Linked DNA regions of Mus musculus: regions 1, 2, 3 and 4 are each linked to region 5. Evidence: chromatin contacts called from public ChIA-PET and promoter capture Hi-C data. All regions are on one chromosome and are shown on one strand. The core of a region is the stretch at or near the end of the contact, and the rest is flanking DNA. Distances in the headings are between cores, read along the strand shown. Region 1 holds the start of Mafg (v-maf musculoaponeurotic fibrosarcoma oncogene family, protein G (avian)). Region 2 holds the start of Alyref (Aly/REF export factor). Region 3 holds the start of P4hb (prolyl 4-hydroxylase, beta polypeptide). Region 4 holds the start of Nploc4 (NPL4 homolog, ubiquitin recognition factor). Region 5 holds the start of Wdr45b (WD repeat domain 45B).

Evidence for each region. Promoter capture Hi-C pulls out the DNA fragments that hold promoters and counts their contacts. ChIA-PET counts read pairs in DNA pulled down with a chosen protein or histone mark.
Region 1: a promoter capture Hi-C map of pre-B cells shows a contact between it and region 5, with 2.5 times the contacts expected there. The contact joins the promoter of Mafg here to the promoter of Wdr45b in region 5. A contact is called at or near these places in 1 of 39 promoter capture datasets (pre-B cells) and 2 of 115 datasets of contacts at active chromatin or transcription factors (effector CD8 T cells and pancreatic cancer cells).
Region 2: a promoter capture Hi-C map of the SN4741 cell line shows a contact between it and region 5, with 3 times the contacts expected there. The contact joins the promoter of Alyref here to the promoter of Wdr45b in region 5. A contact is called at or near these places in 3 of 39 promoter capture datasets (the SN4741 cell line, pre-B cells and stem cell-derived epiblast-like cells).
Region 3: an RNA polymerase II ChIA-PET map of memory CD8 T cells shows a contact between it and region 5, with 7 read pairs. The contact joins the promoter of P4hb here to the promoter of Wdr45b in region 5. A contact is called at or near these places in 1 of 39 promoter capture datasets (erythroid cells) and 1 of 115 datasets of contacts at active chromatin or transcription factors (memory CD8 T cells).
Region 4: a promoter capture Hi-C map of erythroid cells shows a contact between it and region 5, with 4 times the contacts expected there. The contact joins the promoter of Nploc4 here to the promoter of Wdr45b in region 5. A contact is called at or near these places in 2 of 39 promoter capture datasets (erythroid cells and liver).

Annotation. Positions count from the first base shown.
Region 1 is chr11:120,632,201-120,634,900 of GRCm38.p6, reverse strand. It overlaps Mafg (v-maf musculoaponeurotic fibrosarcoma oncogene family, protein G (avian)), which reads left to right and starts at 1,354. Exons shown (of 3, transcript NM_010756.3): 1 at 1,354-1,539. Gm17586 (predicted gene, 17586) reads right to left here and starts at 1,151. Exons shown (of 3, transcript NR_165823.1): 1 at 409-1,151.
Region 2 is chr11:120,596,964-120,599,663 of GRCm38.p6, reverse strand. It overlaps Alyref (Aly/REF export factor), which reads left to right and starts at 1,299. Exons shown (of 6, transcript NM_011568.1): 1 at 1,299-1,559; 2 at 1,898-2,029. The coding sequence starts at 1,326. Anapc11 (anaphase promoting complex subunit 11) reads right to left here and starts at 1,132. Exons shown (of 3, transcript NM_001038230.2): 1 at 794-1,132; 2 at 296-422. The coding sequence starts at 404.
Region 3 is chr11:120,571,838-120,574,537 of GRCm38.p6, reverse strand. P4hb (prolyl 4-hydroxylase, beta polypeptide) reads left to right here and starts at 1,285. Exons shown (of 11, transcript NM_011032.3): 1 at 1,285-1,881. The coding sequence starts at 1,731.
Region 4 is chr11:120,436,289-120,438,988 of GRCm38.p6, reverse strand. It overlaps Nploc4 (NPL4 homolog, ubiquitin recognition factor), which reads left to right and starts at 1,289. Exons shown (of 17, transcript NM_001195023.1): 1 at 1,289-1,490. The coding sequence starts at 1,476.
Region 5 is chr11:121,353,180-121,355,879 of GRCm38.p6, reverse strand. It overlaps Wdr45b (WD repeat domain 45B), which reads left to right and starts at 1,433. Exons shown (of 10, transcript NM_025793.3): 1 at 1,433-1,653. The coding sequence starts at 1,587.

The DNA.
Region 1 (2,700 bases), core at 105-2,604, 720 kb after region 5:
ATAAGACCTCAAAGCCTGTCCCCACAGAGACAATCGTCTTCCAACAAGACCACACCTCCTAATAGTGCCATTCCCTATGGGCCAAGCATTTAGACACGGCATTTAGAATTCATGCAGGCCATTTCTATTCAAACCACCACAAGGCATAAGGAGTAATTCTCTGTATTCTGAGACTCTGGCTACAGCCAGTGAAAGATAAAAGCTCCCCCCCCCCCACTCCCCAAAGAAATACAATGTAAAGAATTACTTTTTGAGGCTGGGTGTGGTGGCACATGTTTTTAATCCCAGCACTAGAGAGGCAGAGGCAGTCGGATCTCTGAGAGTTTGGGGCCAGCCTGGTCTAAACCTTGTCTCAAGAAACCAAATTTGACACAAAGGACACACACAGGCCCCCTCCAGCCTGCTTACCCCCTTTTCCTTGTCACCTATGTTACAGAACGAGTCACCTTTTCACGATTCCCAGAGAAGACAGGGTCAAATAGAACGTTCAGAACCTCGAAATGAAAACTTGATCCCTCCTACTTTCCTTCTTTTTTACTTTTTCAACAGCAGCGAGAAGTCTCACAGAAAAAGTAGCAGCAGAATGCACCCAAAGTAGTTTCAAATGCGGCAGAGAAGGGTTGGGCAAAGTGCACAACTCCTACAGTGCACGCACACTACCCGAAGAGATGGTCCACGGCCGCAGGTGAAGCCCCTAGCACCCTCCGGAGATTAGAATCATTAGTGAGCGTCCTCCAAGCCTTCGTGTCATCGTGGATAGTTTGGGGATCTGAGCTGGGGTTGGGGCTGTGCCCCTCAACAGCCGTGTCCTTTTCAGACTGCTGACCCATTTAGAATGAGGACGTCGCAGCAGAACGGGGTAAGGAACTAAATCACTGTGTCACACCTTCAAAACAGCAAATAGGTTCCCGCGTGGTGACGCTCATCTGTGAGTTCCGCTTTCAGGGGGCCGAGGCAGGAGCATCTCAGGGAATTGAAATCCAGTCTGCTCGCTGTACAGTGAAACTATGCATCCAAGTGAAGAAAATCAAACAAACCTCCCATAGACCTCGGTCTGAGTTGGTGTGGAGATCGGGAGGGAGCTAGAGGCATCCGAGTTGGGGCCACTCCGTAGAACCTGTCTCTGCAGGAGCACGGTCAACCCGGCGAGCGCCGGGACGACTCCCGCGAGACATTGCCAGGGCGCGGCGGGCGTTGCCAAGGGCAACGGCGCGGGGCTGCGCAGGCGTGATGGGGGCGCGCTCGCCTTGCTGCCGCCTCGCCTTTCCCTTTAAGCTTAGGCCAGCCGCGTCGCCGCTTCATGAATGGAACCCACGTGACCAAACATCATGTGACGTCTGAGGAGCGGCGGCGGCGGCGGATTCTGAGCCCGGTCCGGCCCGGCCTTCCCAGCGCGCTTGGCCCGGCCCGCGCAGGCGGCCAGTCCTCCTAAGCCCCCGGCCCGGACCCTTCGCGCCCGCCCCAGCCCCGCGCAGCCCCGGAGCGCGCGCGCGCGGCCCCGCCCCAGCCCCGCCTTGGCCCGCCCGGGCCCGCAGTGTGGTGAGTGCGCGGGGCTGGGGCGGGCGGCGGGGCCTGGCCTCGGGGTTGCGGCGCACCCGACGGCAGCGCGTGCCTTGGTTTCCCCGCCAGCCGGCTGTTCGCCTGTGTCCCCCTAGAGCCGGCGGACCGGGCGACCGCGAGGCTGGGGACGGGCGTGCGCGCGGCGGCGGACCCCGGGTGCCCTGCGGGGGGCGCGATTTAAGGGCGAGCTGCGCGCGTCTGCCCGGGTCAGCGGGGTGGCCGCACCGAGCTGCTGACTCATCAGGTGTCCGTCGGCTTCCGCGCGGGCGGGGTCGCGCGCGGGCCCACAGGGGAGGCGGCGGGGAGACCCTGCTGCGCGGCTTGGGCTCGCCACGCGGGTGCGAGCCCAGCGGAGACGTGCTGAGTCATCAGCATGAGGTCACTCGGTGCTCCTGCTGACGCTGGGCCAGGGCGGGGGGCCGGGGCCCGCTATCGGCCGGTCTAGTCGGGAGACAGGGCTCGATCCGGGTGGTGAAGGTCGGGCCGGGATCCGGGGTCGTGTTTAAGTTTGACAGACCTGTGAGTTGGAGGCAAAGGCTCCGAAGGAGGCATTGCAGGGGCGCGCCGCAGGTTTCTCCCGGGGTGGAAGGTAAAGCCCCGGGCGTGCGCATCCTTGCCTGGTTCTTGGGCTCCTGGCCCGGGTCCCACAACTGGGGCAGTTCCCCAAACCCGGAGACCGATCGGTGTACGCTGAGGGGAGGAGCTTAGGTGGGCCGAGCCAGCTCGTCTGGGAAGCAAGCTTTCCTTCTCTGTGACCCTGAATGGCCAGGCTTCGTCGGTCCTAGATGGGGAAGACCGGGAGGCAGGGGGAGAAGGGTCTGTGGCTTGAAAGAAGCTGGGGCAGCTCTAACCAGCTAAGGAGAGCAGAGTGTGGATCTAGGCAGCTGGTGAGAGTTTTTGAGGTGCAACCATGGAGTAGAAGATGTAGTTTTATTTATCCCAATGTTATTCCTTTCAGAAGAGTTTGGGGTCCCACTGTTGCCTGGAGTTACCAAAAAGTGTGTGTGCCCTGTTGGGTGTCTGGAGACTCTTGGGAGGTGACAGTTTTGTGGGGTGTGGCTGAATGGCTGTTTACTGACTTATCTGTCGTGAAGGTTCTTGAACTCCATCCTACTGCTTTCCTTGCCCAGGGATTCATGT
Region 2 (2,700 bases), core at 50-2,549, 760 kb after region 5:
TTCAAAACAGGGTTTCTCTGTGTAGCCCTGGCTGTCCTGGAACTCCCTCTGTAGATCAGGCTGGCCTTGAACTCAGAGATTCACTTGCCTCTGCCTCCAGAGTGCTGGGATTAAAGGCGTGCAACACCACTGTCCGGTGGGGTTTCGGTTAGGGTTAGGTAACTTGTCCTGTTGACCAGGCTAAACTCAAACTCAGAGATCCTCCAGTCTCTGCCTACCCAGTGCTGGGAAACCTAGGGATTTTTAGGCTGGTGGAGTAGGCTAAAGTTCTGAGAGCGCATAGGAAGACACTTACAGTCTGGACAGCAGCCATTAAACGCCATCCTGCAGATGCCGCAGTTCTCATCATTGGCTACCCAGAGCCAAGTGGCCACACCATTCCAACATTTAATTTTCACCTTCATGACAACAGAGCCTGTGACCTGAGGGAAGAGGATGACCTGGAGTTAGTACGGAATACGAAAGCACCTAAGCTCAAAGTCATGGAGCTGCGGCAAGTGCTGCACTCGTCAAGAACGGCATCTTCCAAAATTCCGTGCGTCCCGACCAAAAAGAAAGAAAAAGGCACGTGTTTGTCTTTAAAGACGGCAAGGAGAGCCTGTGGGATTAATGGCACGAGTTTATTTTGCCACCTTTAAGGATGCCTTTAAAGATCTGCACTCATGTAGTCTGGCACGGTGGCACACGCCTCTAATCCCGGGGCAGAAGCAGATCAGCCAAACAGGAAACGAAAACAAACAAAAAAACAAAAACAAAACCTCCGCATCCACGCAAAACATTGGTTTTCACTAACCAGGGCCTCGCTTTTAAAGATATGGAAAGAGTGACTGTCACTAATCCGCGAAGTTAAAGCAGGGGTGAGGACGCCAGCTCGTCAGGAGACCGAGCCTTCGAGCAAAAACAACCAAGTCGGACCCACGGACCGGCCGGGACCCCCACGATCGCACGGTGAGGAGGGACGCGGGACGCGCACACTGCGCTGCACCCAGGCGACGCCCGAGGATCTTCCGGCCTCCCAGGGAGGCGCCCGCAGGCCCCGCCCCCTGCTCGCCCTCGCACCTCCGCGGCCTAATCACGAGGCGCCCCGCCCTTCCGTTGCCTCCGCGCGGGAATGTATAAAAACGACCGCGCCGCGTCGGGCTCCTCCGAAGTAGCGCCAGCCACCGCGGCGAGCCGTACGCAGGCGCTCTGCGGAATCGCGCGCGCCCAGACCAATCGCCGCTCGCTTCGGGCCCGCGACGCCGGAAGGCAGGGGGAGGCGCCGGAAGTGACGCCGCGGCGTGCTGACGCGCGGGCTCGATCCGAGGCCCGAATCCGCGCCCGCCATGGCCGACAAAATGGACATGTCTTTGGACGACATCATTAAGCTGAACCGGAGCCAGCGAGGAGGCCGCGGCGGGGGCCGGGGTCGCGGCAGGGCCGGCTCCCAGGGCGGCCGCGGCGGCGCAGTGCAGGCCGCCGCGCGGGTGAATCGAGGCGGCGGGCCTATGAGGAACCGGCCCGCCATCGCCCGCGGCGCCGCAGGCGGCGGCAGGAACCGGCCGGCGCCGTACAGCAGAGTGAGTGCGGGGACCTGCGGCGCGGGCCGGGGAGGGTGCGCCCGGGCCGGCCGGGACCGGGTGAGCGTCCCGCGCGGGACCGCGGCCGAGGGGTGGGCGGGGGCGAGGCCGTCCCGAGGCCAGGATCTTCCGGGACGCTTTGTCCGGTCGTGGTCCAGCCTCGTGGCGGCGGGGGCCGCTGCGAGAGAACTTGGGTGTCCGTAGCGGAGCGGCGGGGCTGGGGGACTCTCGGGGCTCCTCGACCTTGGCCGCGGGGCCGACGGGAGAGCGTCGCCGAGGTGTCGCGGGCTCCCGGGACGAGTCTCACGAGTGTCTCTGTGCTTACGGTTTCTCTCCAGCCGAAACAACTTCCCGACAAATGGCAGCACGACCTCTTCGACAGCGGCTTCGGGGGTGGAGCCGGCGTGGAGACCGGCGGGAAGCTGCTGGTGTCCAACCTGGACTTCGGAGTGTCAGATGCTGATATTCAGGTAGGAGACGGGAGCTCTCCGCTTTCCTCGTCCCACGCGGACGTGGGCTCCAGGATCCTTTACAGATTGGAACCTGCCCTCCCCTAGGCTGCCCAGAGCCAGCCACTGTCACCCTGAGAGCCTTGGCCTCAGAAAAAGTAGGGTTTGAGCACGACCCCATAAGCCAGGCTGCAGGAAGATGTCACACACTGTGTGTGTATGTGTGTGTGTGCGCGCGCCCCCCTAAAAATGAGTCCTGTCTGCTGTCCAAACTGTGAGCGCCTGCCCTGTGCCAGAGCTTACAGTTTCTAACCTGCACAGACTGGCCACAACTCCGGTCCCAGCATGACCGAAAGGTGCTTGCTTCTCAGATTTATGCTCGATATGGTGAACTGATAGGAGAAGGAAGTCCAGCATCTCCCAGATGCTGAGAAAGGTGGCTGAGAGTATCTTCCAGCCTGCGTCTCTGTGCTGGATCTTAACTGGCGATCTTTCCTGGGTCTTACCTGGGTCATGGTTCTCCATGCCTTCGAAATATTTTTTTTCTCTTCCCCTCCCTTCTTGGATTTTGTGTCTTTTTAAATTTCTTTATAAACTGGACCTCAGAGGCATTTAGAGTTCTCTGGTTACAAGGCATAATTTTGGGAATTAGCTTTGATATAGCCAGAACTGAGTCAGGTGTGCTGGGCCTT
Region 3 (2,700 bases), core at 36-2,535, 780 kb after region 5:
GTGAGCTCCGACCAGGATCTGACTCCCTCTCTGCCTACACTGAATGGGTTGGGGCACAAAGGACTTGGTCTTCAAGGGAAGAAACTCACACTAGATAAGAGGAGTTTCTAGTAGGAAAGGTAATACATGCATGTCCTTATTGACAACGTTGCTAAAGAAGCTACTGCCAGGCAGTGATGGCACACATCTTTGATGCCAGCACTCTGAGGAGGCAGAGGTAAATGGATCTCTGAGTCCAAGGCCAGGTTGGTGTCTATCGAGTTCCAGGGCTATACAGGAAAACACTGTCTTGAAAAACTAAAAACAATTAAAAAAAAAAAAACTATCAAAATACAAAACCATATGCCATATTTCTTGTTTTTTATCCATTTCTGAGAGCAGTGTAGTACTAGTCAATCTATATACTTAATATTTGGGTGTTTGCCTTTTCTAATGACCCTTGACAATCAGGATAGTTTTCGTAGTGGGAAGTGAAAAAAGAAGATGCTTCTAGGAGTGAGCTCCCGGGCTGGGCGTGGAGAGCAGGTCGGTTGACAGCCGGGGAGCAGTAAAGAAAGAGAAAGATGGACCGAACACGGACAGGGACTGCTCACAGCTGTAACTACAGCACCCAGTGGGCCGGTGCAGATCTTTTAAGTATTTCCTCGGGTTCCAGGCCAGCCTGTGTACAATGAGTTCCAAGTCACTAAGGGATAGAGACACAAAGTAGAAGATGATTCTGGAAAAGGAAGTCCAACCGAGACAAAATGTGACTCTCGTACGTAATGGAAAGGCTGATTCACAGAAGCCAAACCTTTTTATTATTCAGCCCAACGAACTCAAGAGCCATTTCAACATGTGGTCAGTATAAAGCGGACGGCACGGACTGCTTTCTCCACTTCCCCAGCAGCTTCCGCAGAGGTCTCGGGCACCGAATTCCGAATGGTGGACAGGAGCCTCGGACGACCACGGGGCGCCCGAGAAACGTGCCCGCGGCGTGGGGACACGCCTGGCAGCTACCGCAGCCGAGAAAAGCACAGAACACCGACCCCGAAACTAGGGTCCGTCACCCAAGACCTGGGCAGGGACCGCACGAGCCGCACGCGCACCGGAAGTGGCGTCCCTGGCTTCCTTGAGGAGACTTGGGGGCGGTGCCAGTACGGAAACGCGGTCCAGTCAGAATGCAACACGAGGGGCTTCGGAGGCGCAAGCGTAGCCCCGCCCAGGGGTCCGGGACTCCGCCCACTGCCACGTTCGACGGAGAATCGGGCTGGGTACGCGCATCTCTCCACCAATCAGGAGCCACGAGGCCGGGCAGCGGAAAGCCGCAGCCATTCCAGACGTGTGGAAGGCGTGGGAAAAGTCGCCAGTCAGAAGTCCAGAAAGAGAAAGTTGGCTTTCGCCAGCGAATCAGACGCTGGGGGACATTGGGTTTGTGCGCGCGCGCGCGCGCCGTGGCCAATCCCAGGCAAGAACCGAAAGGCCTCCGGGTCTTTGTCGACTTGGTGGCCCAGCCTTGAGTGGGTGTCCAGTCCCCGCACGGCGAGGGCGGGTCTCTCAGCTCCTTGGCCAATCGGAGGGCGCGGCGGGGCGCATGCGCACGGCGGCTGACGCGCGCAGCGAGGGGGAGGCGTGGGCGCGTCCCCGGCCCAGGATTTATAAAGGCGAGGTCTGGACCGACGCGCGCTCTCGTCGCCTTGGCTGTCCCGGCGGCGCCAACCCAACTGCCCCGCCCGCTGCAGACGTCCGACATGCTGAGCCGTGCTTTGCTGTGCCTAGCCCTGGCCTGGGCGGCTAGGGTGGGCGCCGACGCCCTGGAGGAGGAGGACAACGTCCTGGTGTTGAAGAAGAGCAACTTCGAGGAGGCGCTGGCGGCGCACAAGTACCTGCTGGTGGAGTTCTGTGAGTGCGCCGTGGGCCTGGGCGGGGGGGGAAGGGCCCCTTGTCCACGGACTCCTCCGGGCCGCCCTCTGCGGCACCCAGCACTGTCCTGCGCGGCCGGCCCCTCTTGAGTACGGTGGCCCGTAGCCCTCAGCTTGCCCCACGGAACACGGACTGGCCGGTCCAGAGCTGCACCTCGCGGGTAGCACCTACTGTAAGCTTCTCTGCTTCCAGTTGTCCCAAGAGCATCCTTCCTACCCAAAGTAGAAGTCGTTGTAGTCAGAGCTCATTGAGGGGGACTGCGGGATTGAGAATCAAGAAGGTATCTTTGTGCACGACGTCCACATGGCCAGAACCTTCTGTTAGCTGGGAAAAACAGAGTGGGCTGTGTGAGCAGTTAGCAGTTCCGATAGAGTAGATCAAACGCTCTTTACTATGCCCACCCTACCTGTAACTTGCCGTATACCGGGAAGCAAGCCAGATCTAAGCCTTTACTTCTGCTTACAAGTGTGTGAGCTCCAACACAGCTGCCAGGTTGCCTTGACAGATTGTCACATTCCCATAGTAGAAAGAACAGCTTTGGATAGGCATCTGGACACGTACTTGCTACATATAGTGCTGGCCCAGCAACCTTTTAACTTTTCCTAGATTCTGAGTGGTAAACCCCAGGTATACACTGACCCTGATTGCTGGGGGCAGTACGAAGTTACAAGTCAAGGATGATTTTACAGTGCTGGTGGTCACAGGGCAAAGTAGGGATTGGGGTTGGTTTGTCACTCGTGGCCTCTGTCCTCATATTGCCCAAGAGCACCAGCTATCAGTGCAGTCTCTTGACTGCAT
Region 4 (2,700 bases), core at 40-2,539, 920 kb after region 5:
GGGTGTGGGGGTGTACACCTATAATCCCATCACCCAGGAAGCAGATAGGAAGATTTCAGACTTGAAACCAGCTTGGACTACATGAGACGAGGATAGAAATGGGCCTTGGATGTGCACAACTTTGTAGAGAGCTTTCCTAAGAAGCCTGGGTTTTACCGCAGTGTCCACAGAATTGGGTGTGATGACACACTCCTGTAACCCCAGCAAGAGGAGGCAGAGTCAGGTAGATCGAAAGTTCAAGGTCAGGGCTGGAGTGGTGCTTGGTGCTGTACCAGAGGATTTGGTTTTGGTTTCCAGTACCCACATGGTGGGTCTCAATCATCTGAAACTCTAGTTCCAAGGGATCCACTCCCTCTTCTGATGTTCTCAGGTATCAGGCACTTGTGGTGCAGCCAAATCCATGCAGGCAAAACATTTATACATATAAAATATATTAAAAACTTTAAAAAAAAGTTTAGTTGGGTGGTGGTGGTACAGAACCTTAATCCCAGCACTGGGGAGGCAGAGGTAGGTGGATCTCTGTTAGTTCAAGGCCAGCCTGGTTTACAGAGCTAGATCCAGGACAGCCAACACTATGTCTTAACAAGTTCTTTCAATAAAACATATTGTATAAATATACATTATATACAATATATAATGTACACAGTAAAATATATTATATCTAAAACAACAAATAAATAAAACAGTCTAAAACATAATCGGAGTTTAGTACACTCATAAATCGAACCATCGGAGGCAGGAAAGGGGGCCTGCCTTTCAATCCCAGCACTGAGGCAGGCCCAGCACTGTGAGTTCCAAGCCAACCTGGTCTACAGCCAAGGTTGTATTTAGTGAGACCCTGTCTTAAAAAAAAAAAAAAAAACAGAAGCCAAAAAAAAAAAAAAAAAAAAAAACCAACAAAAAAATCAAATAAAAATTCGGAGGCGTTTAGCCTCTTAAGAAATTTCAAAAGTCTTCTACTTCAAATCATATGCAGTTACAAAGTTCAGTACAAAGGGAGAAACTCCAGCTCATTGCTGGAAAATTGTGAAGACAGTACAAAACTTCCGTAACGGTTATATTTGAGCGAGATCTCGACGCTCGCCTTTTCTTGCAGCTTTTTTTCATTGCTCGAACTTTCAGGAATATGGCTCTCCTGTCACAGTCTTCTGAACCCAGGGTCCTGGGCCCAGCCTAGGGGAAGGGGGTGGGGGGCGAGGGGGCACGGACGAGGGACGCGCGGCACCACTTGGCGCATGCGCGCGGCCGTTGGCGGGGCCGGAACCTTGTTTCGCCTCTCTCTCCGCCTGGCGGAGTGTGTTGAGCGAAGCACCGGACATCGGCACTGGCGGAGCCGGGCGGCGAAGCTGGAGCGGCGGTGGCGGCGGCGGCGGGAGGCCGGGGCCGGGGCTGAGGCCGAGGCCGGGGCTGCGAGGCCCTTGGGGAGACAGGCGGCGGGAGCCCGGGGCCCGAGCCCGGAGACTGGAGCGGCCGCCATGGCCGAGAGCATCGTGAGTGCGGCGGCCGGGAGGGAGCGGGGCGCTGGGATGAGGCAGCAGATTTGCGGGTGTCCTGGGCGGGCCAGCGCCGGACGGTGCTCGGAGCCGGTGGCTCCTCCTCGCTCGCCCCGGGTTTGAGGAGGTACCTGCCCTGGCCGAGCCCGGAAAGGCTGGCGGGAAGGAGGCCGAGCGGTCGGAACGGAGCGGCCTTCTTCTTCCCCGCTGCTGCAGGTTGCTCTGAGGGACCTCGGCCTCCTCCCAGGCCCCGAAGCCCGGTACGTCCTTCTCTCCTCCTCCATCCCGACAGTGCCTCGTCACGATTTCACTCCGGAAGAGTCGACCGGAGAAGAAAAGGGCATCATTAGGGGAACCCTTTTCCCACAGAGGACGCGGCCATGGGGGCCAACCCAAAACAGGCGGGATTGGCTCCTCTTTGACACAGGCGACTTGACGACCACCTGTTTAAAAGGAGTGTCATAAAGAAGGCCGATTTCACTTTTAGCCTGACAGTAGAGACTGTCACCCCCAGCCCCATGAAATAAGTCAGTAAAAGGAGAGGAAAACCAGCCGTTTGTTAACCTGTGGGAGTTTCTCTCCAGAGCATATGTGGCAGGGGTTGGGAAGTGATAGGAGTAACAGACCCGTTCTGACAGAATAACTAGGGCCAACATGGAGGAATATTGGGGATTTCCATGGGATCGGAATCATGGTGGTTGCCTTAGGCCTGAAACAGCTCTTCAGTGGTTTCCTGCATTCGAGAACATCACATCTCTCTGGATTTCCAGGGAAGTATAGCTCTTGAGTTTTGTTTGTGTTTTGAGACAGTCTTACTACTTTGTCCCAGGCCATCCTTGACCTTGACATCCTCCCACCTCACTTATCTCACTGCAGACATTTATGGCAGGCTAAGAGTTAAGGCTTTTCTCTGAGGGCAGCTTCTCTTTCCTCACAGCTCCATTTAGGGGTCTTCTGTTCTCTGTATTTTCTATCCTGGATGCAGACGATGCAGAGAAACCTGAGAAAGAAAGGCTGACTTAGTTTTAAAACTTAAATTTACCATCACAGATGACTTGCCTAGAAATAGGTGAGGTATCAGTAGGTCAATCCGCTTTTTAAATTTCTATTTATTTAAATGCTCTTTACTGAGGTTAAGCAGTGTGTTCAGGTGTTCCAAAGGCTGACTTGGGCATCAGTGGGTCTTAAATCGACTTTCTCAGGTTGT
Region 5 (2,700 bases), core at 184-2,683:
CTACATCGTGAGTTCCAGGGTTAGAGAATGAGACCTTGTCTCAACAAGATAAAGTGGAAGTACTGAAAGAAACACGCTCTCATGTGGCTCCTGGTAAGTGTCAGAGGTTTGTTAGAGCTGTGGCCAGACATTTCCCTAGAGATGAAGCCCTTGTCACTCCTTGCCAACAAAAAAACAAAAACCAAAAACCAAAACAAAGCCACCACAACATTCTGGCGTTATAAAGGCTCAAGTATAGGTCTCTCTTCTGGTCCTGCTGCTTAGGAAGCTAGACCCTATGAGAGATTAAACAACAGGAAAACTGAAATAAGATAAAGCTTGGATACCCTAAGTTTTTATTAGTGATTTACAATGTCTTAACATTTTTTGAGTCTCCAGATACATAATAACAATGTCCTTAGAGAAGCAGGAGTGTAGCCATCTGAGCCACTGAAGGCCTGAAGCTGGGGTCATCCAGCCCTGTGGAGATGAGGTGAATAGATATCCAGAGAGGCAGGTGAGTGTGTAAGCCAGTGAAACCCGAAGGAACAAGGCCTCCTTGACAGTGGCCAACTATCAAGACATCCTGCCAGGACCTTCACAGCCACCTTATTGTTGTGCAAATGTTCTCACAGATGGTGAGACCGTTTAGGGCTTGAACATTCATGCCTCAGCTGCCCTTTCTTAGGTTCATAACTAGAGAGATGAAAGGACAGTCCCTGAAGTGGTTTCCCCTCCCCTCTTCAGTGCTGATGGGATGAATGGTGGGCTGTGTGGGACTAGGGTCCTTCTGCTTAAGCTTCTTGAATCCTAAGACGCTACAAGTCTTCATTTGGGGGAAAGGATGGTAAACAGGTAAGGGGAGAAGCCAGTGAGGAGAGAGGGAACCAGAGAATGAATTGTAGTAGAGAGGAGAAAGCACCAGCTTCCAGAGCCATCCCAGACCCCTGTAAACAGAGCACCCCAAACAACAGTCGCGAGGTCTGGGGATCTTTTCTGTGAGGTTATGTCCTATTATGTCTCTTTGGAAATTTGTGTCTGTGAGAGGACGTGTCAGATGGTTGGGAAAGCTCGGGAAGAAATAGGGGATAGTCTGTCTGTGTTTGTCTCTCGGGGAAAATGCAGGTACCATTACACGAAGGCTGCTTCTGGTCGAACACGATGTGTATCGTGGGAACGCGGTGAGGGTTTCAGGAGACTGTGTTGTGGGCAGGAGCGTTGGCGCAGTCTCTTCTCTGCCCTGTCCTTGGTCCCATCAGTCCTGCCCTGCTTGTGTGAGTGCGGGGCACCCAGCTCTCTCCGCAGCTTCCCCTCGGCTGCGTCCTGCCCCGCCCCTTATGGACGCGCCCGGCGAGCCCTCGCCACCTACTTCCCGCCACCTACTTCCCTGCAGTGGACGCGTCTGTCCCTCGGCGCTTGCTGGTTGCGCGCACGCGCGCCCACAGATCCGCGCGCACTGATGACGCAGCACTGACGACACACGCACGACGCAAGTCCCCAGGACCCTGGCTTCCGGCCGCGGCGGCCCTAGCGCCGCGCGACCGGAGAGATCGCCTGGTTGCGAGCGGTATGCGGTGCTGAGGAGCCACAGTCCCTACGACGGCGCCATGAACCTCCTGCCGTGTAACCCTCACGGCAACGGGCTGCTGTACGCCGGCTTCAACCAGGACCACGGTGAGACCCCGGGCCCAGCTCCGTGGTAACACCCCAGCCCTTCCGGGAGACCCCGACCCAACGCTACCGCGACCGCAGGGCCCCGGAGCTGTCGCGAGCGTCCCCCGGACCCTAACCGGAGACTCGGTCGCGCCCTGAGAGCTCAGACTCTGGCGGCTCTTTCAGGAAATCTCCGAACCGCTCTGTAGGGAGGACCCCCCCCCCCCGCGGTCCTTTCCAGCCCGGGCACCCATAGCGGGGAGAAACACCCACCCCACCCCACCCCTCCGCGCGCTGCCGCCGCCCGGGTCGGCGGGCAGTGCCACTTTTTTACCGGGTACCTAAGAACCCGCAGGCTTACTGCTGGGCGTCAGGGTCTCCAGCGCTTACGTTGCCAGCGGGTGGCGTAGCGGGACCTGCCCGTCGCGGGGCGGCAGTTTGTCGTGGTTCTTGCGGCTGGCACCTTCGTGGAGTGTAGGTTCTTCGCCTTGATGTCTTAGCTGTACGCCTCTCCCTCCCCTCTGGTATTTTCTTCTGTTCTGTAGGATGAAAGGACTTACATGATTTGCGTTCCCGTGACTGCCTCTTGCCTCTTGAGTTTGGGGTCTTGGAGAAGGTATTCTTGCTTCCAAGATAATGGGCGGGAACCCCTCTTAGTGGGGATTATATCCCCGAGACGCTTTTTCTGCGTAACCCTCACTGTCCTGGAACTCACTCTGTTGACCCTGTCTCTGCCTCCCGGGGTGCTGAGATTAAAGGAGTGTGCCACTATGTCAGCTAACTTCCCTTTTCTAAATCTCCTCAAGGGAAAAGGGTAAAGGCTGATACTCTGGGCTTCTAAGAGTTATAACATCTTAGCTTTCCGTATGTAAAATTTCGAGGTGCTGTAGCAAATGTATGACTTACTGTCTTGGAAAGTGAACTTAACTTGATTTTTGTTATTGTTGGGACTGGATCTTGCTCTCCTGTTCAAGCTTATCTTAAGCTGTGCTCCAGGAATCTTCCCTTCACAGTCCCTGGAGCAAGTGGGATTGCATGCTCACTCTATTGCCCCTGGCTAAGAAGATG